Regions from separate parts of the Pan troglodytes genome. Here region 1 is linked to region 2. The links are chromatin contacts, called in public HiChIP or PLAC-seq maps. All regions are on one chromosome and are shown on one strand. Each heading gives the region's core, a stretch centred on a gene start, on an enhancer-like site or on the middle of the called end of the contact. The rest is flanking DNA. Distances are from core to core; before and after follow the strand shown. Region 1 holds the start of LOC112209479. Region 2 holds the start of LOC134810311.

Region 1 (5,362 bases), core at 346-2,845, 64 kb before region 2:
TATGCAACATATAAGTATACCATAAGATCAACATGATAAAGTTATCTGAAGTCTATCCCAACAAGAGAAAATGCATAATTCACGTGTATGCAAAAGCAGTAAAATAAACTATATTTTTCTATTCTTCAAAAAATGAACCTATAAAAAATGTAAATAAGAGGCAAACTTTGGTCCCATCACTGGCTCATTTTTATCATTTTGACAAATTACCGAGTACAGCTATCTGAAAAAGCTTAAAATCTAAAGTTGTAATCTTTTTACATAAAAGTAGCCCGTTGCAGGACTGATTGTGTGGCTCAATCAGAGGAATCATCACTCCTAAAAGTCTGCCACTAAACTCTGCTACTATCACCAGAAAATGAAGTATGTATTGTAAAATAATAATAACAGTGATAATGACAATGATGATGAAGGAAAGAATCATTATGGTAATGTATAGCCAGTAAACAGATGAATGAAGAGAAAAATTAGTGGGGAAAACGGCTAAGTGATAACTAAAGTTTAAAATTACTATTTAAAATAACAATAATCTTTACACAACACCTTTTTGTGCTGTGGAAGGGAGCTATAAATTCAAAAACGTAAGTATGCTACAATAGAAAAGTTTCTGGTGCTTTGACTCAACATGTCGCTCTATCACAAACATACATCTTTTTCTACAAATATTTTCACAGTTCCAAACACTTCATTCAGGAATCGAAAAATGAATAATGGAGGCGTAGTTTTGTTAGGTCTTTAACAATCATTTTGTCAAAGGGAAGACAAGTTCGACCCCAAAATAGTAACTAAATACAACAACGTACTGTTTAAGTACTCCCTATAGAGTTTACTGCATTGGTTTTTAAATTTAGCTTAAAATAAGATAGTAAAGTTAGTATTTAGAGAAGCCTCAATAATCGATTATTCTTTTTAAATTAAATTTCTCTACATGTAATGCAGATTAGGACTAGAATATTAAAGCAGTGTTGCCACTTAACATTAATCCATGAACATATTCTACGCTGACTACTGGAAAGCACAATAACCACCCCAATCTAGTCTCTAGGAATTGGCATTTAAAAGCCCAAAGATGGAAAAAGGTCACCTAACCCGGCAACACATCCTGAGGGAAAGGAGGGACACAGGACTCCGTGCGCGATATCAACATTCTCTTCCTTTCTACTCTCCGCACCGCCCCCGCCCCCCGTGTCAGGTGATCAGTTATTTAGCACCATTAACACGTACGTATCGACAAGTGGTTCATTAAATTACATGTATTATCGGAAGGCAAGAGTCTAGGCTTCTCATTTCAAACTAAGCAAAAGGAGTCCACAGTTTGAGTCCCGGGCACAAAAGCGCGCGGTAACTGGAGGATAAATGGAACAGCAACTCTCATCTCCAAAAAGCAGCAGCAGGGAGCAGCCTAGCAGCCAGGGCCAGTCCCAGTTTCCCGAAACCAAGGCCCAAAGCTCCATGCTGGGGCTCCCTGAGAAGGAAGAGGCCCCAACGGCCGGATCCGGGGGCCTGCGAGACGGGCCTTCCAGGCAGCGCCCGCCGTGCCTCGGGCCTGCGCGCCCGCGCCTCAGCGGCGGCGGGGCGCCCTCGCGGCACACGGCTGGGTACCAGTGGTCGGGAGAGAGGCCGTGGTCCCGACCCTCCGCCTGGCGACCGCGTCGCTGCGACTCCCTCCCCAGCCCGCGGTCCAAATGGTCCACAGGCGGCAGCGGCGCGGCCCAGGTAGGCCGAGGACGTTGCGCAAGAGGCCCGAGAGGCGATCTCTCGGCTGCGCGGGAGAAAAGCGCGGAGAGTCCGCCGCGGGAGGGGCGGAGAGGCCCGCGGAGGCGCTGTGCGTGTGGAAGGGGATGGGGGAGGGGAGGATTGCCCGTCTCCCTGGCCGCGGCCACAGCCGCAACTCACCCAGCTCCGCCAGACGAGCGCTACCACTGGCAGCAAGAGGAAGATGGTGGACGCTGCCGCCGCCGAAGAGGAGGAGGAGGGGGCCCGGTGGGTGCCGCGGAGAGGGGGTACGCGCAGGACGTCGGCGTCGCTGCCACAGCCTCTTTTCCTCCTGGGACCAAATGGCTGCTGCTGACGACACTATTCTTGGCTTCCGCGCCGCCCTCCTAATCCTCGTTGCAGCCGCCGCCGCCCTGAGCCCGAAGGTCGCTTGCCGCGTGGGGACCGTGCGACGGCGCGAGACCCCGCAGCCATCGGCGTGCGGCGGCGGCGCGGGAGCTGGAGAGGGGCCGTGTCACGTGACCCCACTGTTTACCGTTCCGGGGGCCGCGGCCTGCGTCGCTGCCGCGCCTGCGCGCTTTAGGGCCTCGAGCGCCGCGCCTCCGTGGGGCCCCGGGCTGCAGCGCTTCCCGGCGTTGCCGCGCCCCTCCCTGTCTTCGGAGGACGCGGCACCGCCTGCGGGCTTCTAGCTCACACCTCCGGGCCGCCGGGAGGGGCGAATCAGAGGAGCGCTTTTTCTCGACCGTAGTAAGCACTAAGGCTTCACAGTTAATATAATATTGATGCGCAGCTCCCCAACCCCAGGTACTTTTTATTAATTGACTGTGAGTTCAAGAATGGTAGAATAGGATGGAGTAGATGAGCCCCTCTGCCCAAATATCTGTGCTGGCTCGGCACAGCAGCCTTACCATTAACTACCTCCGTTACCCTCACCCTACATGGCTGATCTACCTCAGGACTCAAATTGCTACCTCCAAGAAACATTCTTGGTATCCAGTAAGCAGTCTTCAGAATATGGTCCCAGGTTTCCCTGAGGGGTCGCCAAGACCTTTCAGAAGAGCCTCCATTCCTTTGCCAGAAGCATGTGTCTAAGGCCAAATTTTCTTCCCACCCTTCAACCCAAACAGCATATAGCAGCTGATTCAATGCAGAAACAGATAAGAGAATCCAGCCATCTTCTATTAAGCCAGACATTGAGGAAATCTGCAGAAATTTTAGATATCACCCTTTTATTAATTTGGAAAATATGCTTTTCATAAATACATTATTTGTGGTAACAAATATTGTGTAGAGGTCCAGAGACAAAAAAAGTTTGAGACCCACTGGTCTGCTTCCACAGACACTTGAGCTAACCCCTATCTCAGCCCTTAATAAGCACTGTGAAGTAATTGTTGCTTGTCAGTCACTCCAACCAAAAGGAGCTACTTAGGGACAGGGTTTGTGGCTTTTATCTACAGGGACTATTACAGTATTCTGCCAGTACCTGCTGAGCACCTTCCTGTGTGGTCTGCACTGTTCTAAAACCTTTACAGTACTTGTTGATTTAAGCTTTAGACCAACCGCAGCCCACATTGTAAGATTAGTGCAGGGTGGAAGAATAAGTCACAGGCATGTGGTGAAGATCTGTTCTTTCCTCTCTCTAGTCTTCTGATATTTTAAGCACTCTTAATAGCAAATGCTCTTCTACAAAGGAAGTTTGGGTTGTCCTGATTCCACTGGATTCTTAGAGTTTCACCGCCTGTCTTGAATAATCAATCCCTCAAGACTTTGTTTTACAATCTTTTTGTAATGTGTTTTTGAGAAAGGAAAATAGAAATGAGAAATTTTTTTTTAAATTCTCACTTGGGATGTCTGGGATGAATTATAAAAACAAGCCTAATGTTATTCTTACTCTTCTGGTGGATCTCAGTGTGACGTTTTAAAAGGGCGTTCGGAAAGAGTAAAATTATTGTTATAAACAAAATCCAACCCCGAAGGAATTCAACAGAGTAGAACTTGATGAGGGAGACCACTAGCTGGAAAATCCCTTAGAAGGGCTGAGGAAAACTTACCTTCTCAGAGAAGTTTTAATAAATTTAAGATAAAACAAAATGGAGATTAAAAGAAAATGTAAGAATCATAAGACTGTCACATTTACAAAGCAAAGATTTCTGATCCTTAAAAAGTCAACAAGCTTGCCATAGGCATGATGTTTTGATTCTGTTATTTTGAACCAGCCAAGTGCCCAGATTCACATTTGTCCACTAATGGTCTTTGCTTTTTGCTTCCAGATGTAAACACGAACTGTTTATCTTATACCCAATTCATGGAAAGGTTAGTAGAAGAAACAACCAGCATAATAATACTGGCAACAGCTATAACTGCACACAGGACTTATTGGAAGATCAGATTGTATCAGTAACATTGAAAACTCCAAATTAACTTAGGAAAATTAAATTTGGTAGGAAAACAAGACAGAGTAATTGATAATGACTAAAACTGACAGTGTATTTGTATTTAACTAAAAAATTATCAAAGAAGGAAAAGTGATAAAATTTGGATCTTGCAAAACATTGACCCAAGAAAACTGAGCCTGGCAGAGATTAAGACCATGGAAGACAGTAAACAATGTAGATACAAAAGTGAATTTTGATATGAAAAATGCTTGTCATCACTGAAACATTGGTCCCTACAGTAATCAGTAAACTAAATATGGAAAAAAAATTGGAAGAATTAACCACTATGAGCAGAAAGTCAATAAAAATATTAAATTTATTTAATGAAGTTTTTTCTGGCAAACACTTTGTAGACATGTACTTTAGTGTTAATTTAGAATAGATTTAAACGTTCGTATGCTTAAACACAGAATCAAAACAGTGGGGTCAAAAGATCTCAAACTCAGCCGGGTGCGGTGGCTCACGCCTGTAATCCCAGCACTTTGAGAGGCCAAGGCAGATGGATCACCTGAGGTCAGGAGTTTGAGACCAGCCTGGCCAACATAGTGAAACGCCGTCTCTACTAAAAATACAAAAATTAGCCAGGCATGGTGGCAGTCCCATGTAATCCTAGCTACTCTGGAGGCTGAGGCAGGAGAATGGCTTGAACCTGGGAGGTGGAGGTTGCAGTGACCCGAGATGGCACCACTGCATTCCAGCCCGGGCATCAGAGTGACAGAGACAAAAAACAAAATAACTCAAACTCATTTTACCGATATCATCATTGAACTTGGAGGCTTAAGTTACAACACTTTTTCTTACATCGTGGGCTTGCTGCCTTCCACACATTTTTTTTCCTAGTTTCTCCGGAAAGATGGCCCACAGCTACTCAGGCTTTCAGCAGTAAACAGTGGGTGAAAAGAAGTGCAAGCCCCACCGGGAGGTTAAAATTTCCATAGCTTACCTCTGTTGAGGGGGTGGTGCCTAGGAAGTCTGGGTCAAACAATAAAATAAAGCTTTTCCGTGCATCAGGACTGCACAAGCTATAAAGCACCTTTGTAAACTTCAGCAACTTTAAGGCACAGGAAAAGAGCAGAGAGAGACCTGAGGCATCAGATTTTTAACTAACTCTGTGATTAACCGTCTTTGTGACCTTATCTCTCTAAGCTCCTCTGCATTACTCTCCCTGCCAACACACTTCATTTGCTCATTTGTTTATTCATTTATTCCGT
Region 2 (5,249 bases), core at 1,808-4,307:
ATATAAACAAATATGAATGTATTTATATTTTCTCTAAGTTCCCCCTTAAGAACTAAACCATTTTTATGCCAATATCAAACATTAAACCAATAGTCACAGCATATTTTTAAAATATGTACATGGAAGACACTGATGTTAATAATTAGTCTTCTTCCAAATAGTTTATAAGGTACCTGTGTACTCGGGAGTAAAGAGGGCACTAAGGAAAGTATTAATAACAGGTTAACAAGAGCAGTAATTCATAGTCACTGCCTCAAGCACTTCATGTGTACTCTCATTACCAAAAATGTTTTAACAAAAGGTTCCATTAGTTTCCATGCTTAAATTTAAGCATTTGAAGTCTTAAAATTAAAAATCAAACGATCTGCTCCCATTTCCATTTTACACCTTTAAATAGTCCCATGCTAGTTATAGTTTCTACAACTTTGCTAAATTTTGAAGAATAATTCTTATGATGATTACTGCAGAAAACATCAAGTCAAAAACCCAGTCTACTTTTCTGGTAAAACACAGAACTAGCATTAACAGTCATTTATCAAAAGGTCCCATAAGAAAGGTAACTTTCATTATCACAAGTTTGTTCAAACAAGCCCTCAGAGGTTACTTCACCTAGTTGGTCAGCAGGGTTAAAAAATTAAGTGTCTAAATTACAAAGCCATCACAGTTACAGTGAATACAGATTGTAGTAATCTGAAAATAATTTCATTATACTTTCACCGCAAATTCTAAATACTACCTCCGTAGAATAAAAAGTGTATTCTGACACTTTCCCAATGACATACAATGATCTTTAAAAGCTTTATAATGACTCATCACAGTATTCTAATTTCTAGGTATTACCTTTTTTTCAATTAAAAGCTAATTTGAGGCAGTATTTCACACCACTATTTCCATATTTAATAGCTAAAACTCCTGTCGGCTACAACGTAGTCTGGCCATATCCCTTCATGTAAGTAAGCACTTTCATCAGGAAGCAGAGAAAGAACTATATTAAGAATTCCCTTCCTGAAATGGTTATTTTTACTGAGTGGAGCCACCTAGTGGATGGGGGGACTCGTCTGTTAAAGCAGTGGTGACCACCGATAGCTTTCTGTTCCGCCCAAGACACTCCTCCATTCCCAATCTCCTACCCACAGGAAAAACTATCCATAATGGGGATTTTTTTTCCCTCCCACATATCAGTTGCATTATAATCACAATCATATACAAGAAGGGAGAGGAGGAAAGAGTAAACTCTGTGCAGAAGCTTAAATCATTATTATACTGCAGAGTCAAGCCAATTAATGTGTGTGTAACTCCTTTGTCACAAATAATTCGTTGTATAGTCTGTTCCACATCTATTTAGGTCTTAGGGCACCTAAGAAAGCATGTGTAAAATGCTGCTCACTCTTGGGAATGATTTAGTTTTCTAGTTTTCAACTGACTAACAGGAAGCACTGCCTCAGGATCTAGATGTCGGGCAGGTCAACAGTTCCAATCGTTGTGTAAATAACTTAATACTCGTGGACTGGTAGGGGGCTCCGCGGACAGAAGATAAAAAACCCTCAGAATTCTGGCTCTGGTTGGCTACTGCTGCCACAAACCAACAGGAGGCAACAACATATTACACCACAGAGTTCAGGAATAGTTCTAAACAGTCCCCGATTAAAAGGCGCCATCCAGGGCCCTTCCAAAATTGGCAGGGGAAATGTATGCTGGTGCCCGGACAGGAAGTCCTTCGCGTCAGTGTAACTAACAGTAGCCCTGTCAGTTTCCAAGACGCTCCGAACCAGGCCATTTCTCGACGACTGGCCCAGAGAAAGGACAAGACTAGACTTGTTCCCATTATCACGAGCCCGAGGTGGGGCGATAAATCCGGAACAGCTCGAATTACCAGGTGGAGCCTGGGAGGAGGGCGGGGCGGACGGCCGAAGTTCTCACCTAGCAGAACCCCACTCTGGCCCGGGCAGGGGTGCAGCTCGCGGAATGCCCCCGAGGGCCGCCGCCCCGCGCACGCGGCTGTGTGCGCCCGAGCACGCCCGCTGCGCCCCCTCTCCGCGCCGCAATCACGGGTTCGCGCCGCGCCTTCAGTCAGGCGCGGGCGCCGAGGCCATTTTGTCTGAGGCTCGGGTCCCGGCCGTCGAGCACAAGAGTGTAGCTGCACCCAGTGGCTGTCCCGCGCCCACCCCGGAGCTCCGAGAAGCTCTGGAACCAGATCGTTACCACCCGTGCCTGGCTGTCCCGCCTACCCCACGCCCGCCCGGATCTGGAGGCGAACCCGCCACCGCCGCGCCCTCCCCGTATCCGGCTCCGCAGTGACACGCGCAGCCCTCGCCCCACCCCGGGCCACGTCTCCCCGCTCCCAGTGCAGCCACTCTCCTCCGGCCGAACAAAGAGGCCCCGGGACGCCGCGGAGCCTGCCATGCCCGGACGGGTCGCGCCAGACCAAAGGGCCAAGGGCGGAGGCGGCGGTCACAAAGCGGCTTTTGTGCCACCCACCCGGCCCGCTGCGGAAGCCGAAACTGCCCCCGGCCGCCGCAGAAGCCGGACCGCGCCGCCCCCGTCGCTCCGGGCTCGGGAGGGACTCAAAAGCCGGTGCCCCCGGCGGCCAACCGCCACCCTGCAGCCCCGAGGGGCCCGGCATCTGCCTCCGCACAGCCGGCCGCAATCGGCCGGCCACAGGGCCATAACCCGCCCGCTCCCACCCGGGACCCACCGGAACCGCAACCCGGGGCAACCTGGAGGAGACGCCGGGCTCCGAACAAAGGCGACAGCGGGGATAGGGGGGCCGGTCGTGGATTCCCAGCCCGAGAGGCGACGATGCGACGGCTACTCACAGGAATATGTTTACTCATTGAAGATTGTGGCCTAATCATACAGCCGGTCCCGAGGCGGCGGCGACACAGGCGGTGGCGGTGGCTGCAGGGCAGGAGGCGGCGGTGGTCGTGGCGGAGCGGCGGTGGCGGCGATGCAGGCGGCGGCGGGGGCACCAGACTCTACCATGCAGTGAGCGGCTCCGAGCAGAGCGCGTAGCCGAGCCGGCCCGCAGCCGAAGGAGCCAATACACGCGCCGAGGCGCCCTTGCGTCACAAGCCCTCCCTTTTATAGCCGGCGCGACGTGCAACCCTCCAGCCACCAATCGCGGTCTGGAACCGCGGGCCAGGAGACGACAGGCGGGGGCGGAGGCCCGCCCCCTCCGGACGTCACTCCGCGGCGGCCGCCGCCGGTGTGAACCGGTTGATGAATGGCTAAGCGCCGAGTCGGAGCATCCCCGGGGCGGGGGAGGGAAGGGGCTGCCGGGGGTGCTCCGGGATGCAGGAAGCCTGAAGTTAAGAAGGGGTGGGAGCGAGAGAGATTCCGATTTATCGACTGGAAGGAATCATGCTGCAAACCACGTTTCTCATAATTAAAACCATCCAGGAGTGCACACATGTCACATGAGGAGACTCGAAGTTTGCCTGAATCGTAAAATGCAATCCTTCTAGGGCTGGAACTGCGTCTCAGTGTCGAGCCTGCTTTCTACTGCCTTAACCACGGTCATCTTTGCCAGTGGTTTACCTTGGCACCTGGGCCCCGAGTACCTTCGTCATCAAATAATATTTATGTCGCAAGACCGCTGTACCCGGTGACTCAACACCTTGCATGCCACGGCCTTAGGCTTGGTCAAGATGAATTCTTGTCCCTGGGGGCGCTTTCAAGAGGGGAGAAACTTACCTTCGCAAAACTTAAGGCTATAGAAGATGGGGAGAGTATCTTTTGATGCAGACGAAGCCCTATGCTCCCTATATTCTTTTTTTGATCACGCCTCTCTATACTACGTACGCGTGCAACTGCAGTTGGCTCAATTGTGGCATTTCGAAATCACATGCATCCTTTGTACTGCTGCTCACTTGATATGTTGTCTCAGATAATGAAAGGTTAGGAAGTGCTTAAAGAAAGCGTTTTTAGAAATTAAGAATCCTCGGTTTTGTCAAGCACTGATGTAATTCTTTGCGTCAAAGCTAAAGCTCTTCTTTATGTTCGTTTTCAGTCCTCTTTTACTGACTTCATTATTTAAGCCCCTAAGAAGTAAAGTCTTATCGCAATTCTGTGGCATACAAGGGCAACTCTGTTATTTATAATCTGAAAACCCTTTCTCCTCAGCTCTGGAGAAGGAGTAAACAGGACCTTTACCTGCTTTTTAAGAACTCAGTTTTCCACTAACACTGAAGCCTTTTGTTTGTTATTTTCACCGAGTATGAGATTGGAGAGGGCTTTAGGGATCAAATTTTGTCCTCTTTCAGTGCCCTGCAGCATCTTAGGATTTATTAGAACTTCTATTTAGAGACTGGTTGTATAGTTATTCAACTTTCTTAACTCTGTAAGTAAAATAAGAACTTTAAAAAAACAAAAACAAACAAAAGCCTGGGCCAGACTTTCAAAGGAACAAAAACGATTCGTCATTTTGAAGAAAATGGCTCACCCTACGACACATTTTAATCCATTAAAATCAAGGAAAACTAGCACACTTGAGACATATGTCCCTTTACAAATAAATGATTTTAAAAAGTAAAGACTTTAAAATCTTAAATTCTAAGAAAATATAGAAAGCTTAAAAATCTTGGGTGGTAGGGGCAAAGCTAAGCAGGCTGGGGAACTCATGTCGAAAAAAAGGGACAGATTTCATATATAAGAACTAAAAACTTTTATATGGCAAAAGGCTTTTGACAAATGTCAATTTCACACTGGGGGAAATACTGGTGATACTTCATGGGTAGGGTTAATATAAAAAGCTTGGCCAATGTATATAATAGTGTAGTTAAAAAGCACATATTCAATCAGCCACTCTTACTCCACAAGTTGGTAAACACAGATAATTGGAATAGTGAAACTTTTTCATGTAATGGCATTTCAAAAAATACATTTGGTGGGACAAGATATAAACTCAGCAAATGATTAACAGAGCCAAATATGTGTTAGCCAATTTTCTTGTAGAACTTGTGATACAAGTTGTGAGCCTTGTGATCCACAGATCCTGTAATTACCACAAGCAGTGCTGACACGAAGTATCCAGTCAGCTATGCTCATCAAGTTCTAAAAGCTCTCAAATTCTCAAGTGGCCTGGGGGTCTTAGCCTCTCAGACAAGGTACCATCTTATCCTACTATGAAAGTAACATATTTAAAGGATGAAAAAATGAGGCTTTTGCTGTTGAGAGAAATGATGCATTTTATTTTATGTATTTATTTGAGATGGAGTCTTGCTCTGTTGCCCAGGTTGGAGCACAGTGGT

The links. HiChIP or PLAC-seq counts read pairs in DNA pulled down with a chosen protein or histone mark.
Region 1: an H3K4me3 HiChIP or PLAC-seq map of stem cell-derived excitatory neurons shows a contact between it and region 2, with 2.4 times the contacts expected there. The contact joins the promoter of LOC112209479 here to the promoter of LOC134810311 in region 2. A contact is called at or near these places in 1 of 7 Hi-C or Micro-C datasets (stem cell-derived neural progenitor cells) and 1 of 1 datasets of contacts at active chromatin or transcription factors (stem cell-derived excitatory neurons).

The regions. Positions count from the first base shown.
Region 1 is chr5:69,343,901-69,349,262 of NHGRI_mPanTro3-v2.0_pri, reverse strand. It overlaps LOC112209479, which reads left to right and starts at 1,595. Exons shown (of 2, transcript XM_054685927.1): 1 at 1,595-2,520; 2 at 3,987-4,470. The coding sequence starts at 1,686. The coding sequence ends at 2,405. It overlaps PHF3 (PHD finger protein 3), which reads right to left and starts at 2,381. Exons shown (of 16, transcript XM_003317887.7): 1 at 1,897-2,381.
Region 2 is chr5:69,281,502-69,286,750 of NHGRI_mPanTro3-v2.0_pri, reverse strand. LOC134810311 reads right to left here and starts at 3,057. Exons shown (of 2, transcript XM_063813131.1): 1 at 2,817-3,057. The coding sequence starts at 2,855. PTP4A1 (protein tyrosine phosphatase 4A1) reads right to left here and starts at 2,904. Exons shown (of 6, transcript NM_001246639.1): 1 at 2,817-2,904.